2 separate regions of the Mus musculus genome follow, and region 2 is linked to region 1. A link is a contact called in public HiChIP or PLAC-seq data. All regions are on one chromosome and are shown on one strand. Each heading gives the region's core, a stretch centred on a gene start, on an enhancer-like site or on the middle of the called end of the contact. The rest is flanking DNA. Distances are from core to core; before and after follow the strand shown. Region 1 holds the start of Lmo1 (LIM domain only 1). Region 2 holds the start of Nrip3 (nuclear receptor interacting protein 3).

The links. HiChIP or PLAC-seq counts read pairs in DNA pulled down with a chosen protein or histone mark.
Region 2: a CTCF HiChIP or PLAC-seq map of embryonic stem cells shows a contact between it and region 1, with 5 times the contacts expected there. The contact joins the promoter of Nrip3 here to the promoter of Lmo1 in region 1. A contact is called at or near these places in 2 of 39 promoter capture datasets (the C10 cell line and embryonic stem cells) and 1 of 15 datasets of contacts at CTCF or cohesin (embryonic stem cells).

The regions. Positions count from the first base shown.
Region 1 is chr7:109,173,704-109,176,507 of GRCm38.p6, forward strand. It overlaps Lmo1 (LIM domain only 1), which reads right to left and starts at 1,504. Exons shown (of 4, transcript NM_001302205.1): 1 at 1,235-1,504. The coding sequence starts at 1,256.
Region 2 is chr7:109,780,200-109,783,150 of GRCm38.p6, forward strand. It overlaps Nrip3 (nuclear receptor interacting protein 3), which reads right to left and starts at 1,346. Exons shown (of 7, transcript NM_020610.1): 1 at 1,101-1,346. The coding sequence starts at 1,274.

The sequences.
Region 1 (2,804 bases), core at 254-2,753:
AGGACACAGGTCTGCCCTAAGACTCGGGGATTTCCTCTGCTACCAGACTTTCTATGCTAAAACAGACTGTCCTGAACAAGCCAGGACAATTGATCACTATAGGGGAAGATGGTAGGACAAGACAAGTAATTATTGGGACCAAAGAAGAGACCAGACAGACAGACCCTCTTCCTAGTGATTAGCAGCTCCCAACTCTAAATTTCGGAGTCTCCTTGTCCTACTATGTCATACTCTAGGCATGAATGTCCTCAGCCCAGAGGATGGTACAGAGATGACTTCTCCAGACAACTACAGTGCAGTTGGGGGGAGGGGGAGGGCGGGGGAGGGAATAGTCAGACCCAAGGGTAGACTTAGATTTTGTGAGACCCAAAGTTTACAGCAGTCTTAGGGGTCGGGGCTCCTTAAGAAAAGCAATATGATCCCAGCCTGGGCTGCAGAGCAAGACACTTAACTATCCTGGGTTCCCCCAACCCCAACCCACCTGGCCAAAAATGAGAGAAAATGAGATTCTTAATACAAACGGACCTGGTAGTCTGGTAGATCTGGTAACAGTAGGAGACCCTAAAGGCCCCAAACTTCTTGTCTAGTCCACCCATCTATCCTAACCAGCAGGATACTCACTAATGTAGTCTGGGTGAACTGATGGCATGCAACCTCCTAGCCCTGCAGAGGGCCAAGATAACACCACCCACCAAGTAGGCCCTGAAGTCTCAGTCCCCAGGTGCAAGGCTGGGCGGACCCAAGGACCAAACTATTTAGAATACACCTTCATCCGCCAAGTTCTCTGAGCACCCCTCTCGGGCTCCCTTTCACACTGCGGTATGGAAAAACATGAAAATACTCAAGGAGGCCCAGAGAGTGGCTGGCGGTGGGTACAACCACAACCGGGAAGCCCGCACCCCACGGGTTCTCTGTATGCTCCGGATGCCTGCAATGGGGCAAGAGCGAGAGAGAAAGTTCCCGGCTGCAGTGTGCCCAGCTAACAGGCTCCAGGATGCGCGCGGGGCGGGGGGGAGACTTCCTCATCCCGGCGAGGAACACGGGGCGGCGCAGAGCCTCCTGGCACCTTCAACATACACTCACACACACAGGGCACACGTCCAGCTTCCGAGCTTCCGGGAAGCCGCCAACAGGCTCCAAGCAGCGGTCGAGACCGGTGCCTGGGCCTCTGTCACCGGGATGGAGGTAGCCTCGGCAGAGCCCCCGCTGTTCCCAAGTGTCCCTGAGCACCTACCGTCCTCTTGGTCCAAAACCATAGTCCCCAGGCGGCTCCAGCCGGGTGCGGGCGGAGGATGCAAAGGGACTCGCGGCTCGGACTGTCACCTACGGGGCGACTGCGCTGCTTCCCGCGGTCGCGCGTGGGCCCCGCGCCCCGTGGCCGCCGAGGAGGGCGGACGGAGCGGCGCCCGGAGCGCAGCGCCGCGGGCGGGCAGGGCGCTCGGAAGGAGCAAGCGAGCGAGGGCGCGGCGCGCTCAGGGGCGGGCGCCGGGCGGGGCCGCGGCCGCGTGGGCTGAGCAACTGGGACCCGGCCCGAGCCAAGCGGGAGCCTGAACCCGAGCTAGGGCCGGAGCCCGGGCCGGAGCAGCCGCCGCAGCCGCGCGCTTGGGTTCCCGCTTGCAGTCTGCTGCGCTCGCTCTCACCAGAGTGCAGCTTGCATTTCCCAGGGCCCCTCAGACTCCCCTGTTAATTAAATCAATTCATTATGCTCAGATCTGATTAGCGGCCCTTCCCCCCCTTTGAATCAATTATTCAATACACAAACATAATTGCTTGGGCCAGAGGTGCCCGCCATTAGCTTATTTAACTCCAAGGACACTAATTACCCGCAGGGCACGGGAACTTTTCTCATTAATTCTGACAAAACACAAAAGCACAGCCTGAGTGTGTGCATGTGAGGGAGTCTGTGCATGTGTGTGTGCCTGTGTGACCGCATGCCTGAGTGAGGGATGTGTGGGGTGGTGGGCCGCTGAGACAGCTTATGACCAGTGGGGAGGGTGGCATTTGTGCCATCGCGTGTGGGAGTGTGCAAATTCAACGGAAGAACGTTCTGGTGTAAGTGTGGGACTCCAACTCCGTGTATGAGTTGAGCTGGGTGTGGTCTGGGACTGCGGACTAAGGTTAGAGACCCAGCGCAGGAATGCAGAGTACTTCTCAGAGTATGACTTTGAGAATGTGACTCCCTGCCACACTACCCCCTCCTTTTTCATTATAGCCCAGCAATTGCAGCTACAACCCTGGAAAGCACAGACTACAAAAGAGAAGCCAGGCAGGAGCAGAGTAGGGGGTAAAGAGGGCAGTGAGGATGGTGTGGGTGAAGCTGGAGCCAGCCTACTCCACAATATCTACCCCCTCCCCAGTCACCTGCTCCTGCTCTGACTGGACTTTGCCACATGCACCCTCAAGTTCCCACCCCACCTCGCCCCTTACTCCTTTCCCCCTCACTGCCTCTTCCCATTCAATGCTACCCTCACGCTTCAATGTACCATAAAAGCCCCCACTCTCACACAGGCTTGACACGGGGGCAGCTCTACCCACCCCATCCTAGTTCGCCTCCAGTCTCAAAGCTGGAGAGAGGGTGTGCTTATAGTGGACCAACTCTACATTTTACCTCCCAGGAAATCTCTATTGAGGGAGCCAGGGAGAGAGCCCACAGAGGCAGGGACACAGAGGGTAATTGATTCCCCCAAATTAGGTTTCTGCTTTCCAAAGACTGGTATTGTTCGAGTTCTCAATGTGCACAGAGGTATTGAAGATTTCCTTTTTGTTTCCTCGGGCAATGAATGAGCTTAATCCATTTGGCTTTT
Region 2 (2,951 bases), core at 96-2,595, 610 kb after region 1:
GATAATAAGGAAACTATAAATAAAAAAAACCCACAAAGCTAGGAGTGATGATATACACCTTATAATCTCAGCAATCATGAGGCTGAGACAGGAGAATTAAAAATTAGAAGCCAATATGGGCTATGTGATGAGATTCAAGCCAGCCTAGATTATACAGATCAAGATTCTGATGTCTCATTAAAAAAAATCTTTTTCCAAATAACAACAACTCCAAATGAAGCTACAAAGTTACATATAAATTTGTGAGCAGGGGAAGAGAATTAAATATAGGTCACATCCCTCAGCCATTCACCCTTATTCAATGGATGGAGGACAATATGGTTTTGGATTCTGGCCCACATCCTGAACTTCTACTTAATACCAAGAATAATACTGCCAGAAATAAAAAGACTGCAACAGCCCCAGCTCCAACTATCTACATGCATTATCTGGTCTGTGAGATGAAGCAGTCAGGGCTTCCTCCATCTTCCCAGTCTTTAGAGGGAAGAGGGAGAGCTGAGAGTGTGAAGAGATGTTTAGGTTCTGGAAAGATTTGCGCTTGACCCCTATTCCCCTCTCTCACCCCACTCCCCCATCCAGGGTAGAAAATCAAAGGTAGATTAAGACTAAACTAAGTACATTTGGGGCGGCGGGGAGGGGGTCACAATAGAATTAACCAAAGCATATATATATATTCAGCAACTGTGAAGAAACCTCGCTTTTCACTGTTTCTCAATCACCTTAGTCTGGGACACAACTGGCCACGCACGCAGCCTGTGAGGAGGCAGTGGGAGGCAGGACTTGTGATGAAGCTCCAGCTCCAGGAGCCAAATTTTAGATTCTAGATAAGCCAGTGGAGAGGAGATTTGAGGGCAATAAGGTAGGGTCTCTTTCTTCCTTACACATGAAGGGGAGAGTCGGGAGAGAGGAGACTGCGCCAAAGGAGAACAGGCAAGAAAAGCACCTTGATAGATAGATAGGGAGGGGTTTTGCCGGAGCACCCGCCAGGGAGTGGATAGCGACAAGCCTGGTCGGTGACTCAGTGAAAGTGACAGTAAGGGCCTGGGCGGCAGTGGTGGCCCAGAGGCCCGTGACGGGTGTGGCCGATGTGGGGAGCTCACCGTGTCCTTGGACGAGCCCAGCTTTTTGAGGCCGTCCAGGGGCAGCAGGTCGGCTGAGTCCTTGTGGATGAACTGCACCGCCTGCTTCATCCGGCGCTGCTGCCGCAGGGACGCCGCTTCCCGCATGTCTGTCTCCTTGCGGCCGCCCTCGGTGAGGAGTCCTGAGTAAAACATCGCTGAAACGCCCGCGGCCGGGCGGCCGGGTGTCCCCTGCCAAGCACCTTCAACCTCGAGCTCCTGGACAGCGCCGCGGGAGCCGGCTCCCGCGCCTTTTATATCCGAGCGTGACGTCATGGGGAGCAGCCAGTGCGCGCGGGAGAAGGCGTGGCCAGCAAAGCGTCCCGCCCCTCTGGCGCAGGTTCAGGAACGAGGGTGGGGTCTATCAGCGTCAACCACCCACCTTTACTCCATCACCCATCCTGAGGAAAAAGCTAGCTCGGAGCAGCCTACGGCCGACAGACTGACCCCGGGGCGCTGAGGGTCTAGCGGAACCGCTTCGCCCAACTGTCCCCTCTCCCGCGTGGGTTGCCCTGCCCTGCACGCATTGCATAGAATGGGCTGTGGGGCCCTGTGCTCCGGCAGCCTAGCCCCTTCCACCCTAGTCGGCTCCTTCGGGCTCTCAGCTCACCTGTCCACGCCGCGGCCGATCCCGGGATGACTGACAGCTGAGCCATGCTCGGCTTCTCAGAGTTGTACCTCTGTGCTCTGAAGTTGGGAGAGCTCCGGATTCCTCCAACTTCAGGTCGGTCCCCACCCACTGGGCCACGTGACTGCGGAGGGGGCCAGGAGGATGGGCTGGAGCGGGGCCTTCCGGGGACCCCATCCTCCTCTTGGCACCCTCTGTCTGAGCCCAGCACCAGAGGTTGGGGAGGCAGGTCTGGTCTGGAGCCTTCACCCTTCACTTCTCTGGGAGCACACCTGCTTTTCAGAACACCAAGAAAGCATCTGTGTGTGTGTGTGTGTGTGTGTGTGTGTGTGTGTGTGTGTGTCTGTGTGTGTGTGTGGTGTTTGTTTTCACTGTGAACACTAGATTTTACACTGAGGGGTGGAGGTGGAATATAGATTGAAAGCCATTTTTCTTTGAGACTCATTCATATTTTTTAGCCATTCTAAAAGGAATGTTCTGCTCCTTCTGGGTTGGAGTCTTGACATATGACTTAGTACAAGTCACATTTCTACATGTGGGAATCACCACTCCACTCTTCACCTCAAAGAAGCGGGCATGAATCAGAAAAGATCTGCACCCTGAAAGCACCATACATCTCAATAATGACACTCACTGAGCTTTTCTGGTTGTGAGCTGGATACTAGAATGAACACTTGCAGTGCAGTATCTCAGTGAAGGGCAGCAGCTATGAGATAGCATTCGACACTATCCTCTTTATGCAGGCAGATACTCAAACCAGCCAGTCTGCCTCCAAATGTCTCTGACTTTTCCTTTCCATTGCTCACGCTCTTAAAGTATTCTCCAAGTACCACCACAATCCTGTTAAGAGCACCCCAAAAGGTGTCTGCTCTTGATGGAACGACCCACACACCCTCTTCTGTGACTTCATTCTGCACTTCAGCATCTTGAGTTTTCTTCCAGTACCAGGGAGAAGTCTTTCTCCCTGTTGCCAAGTGGCTTGTCTTTGGAGTGCCCTCTGCGTGGGATGTCCCCTCTCACCCTCTTCAGTGATCTATGCTTCTTTCACACCTCGGCTCAATCTTTGCTTCTTTCCCAGGACATCTCTGACATAAGTTGTGCTTCCTCCTTATTGCTTAGCCTCAAACCCCCAATGCCTAGAACGCTATCAATAAGCACTAGTACAAGCATGACAACAAGTTAAGGTTGCGTCTCAGGAAAACAAG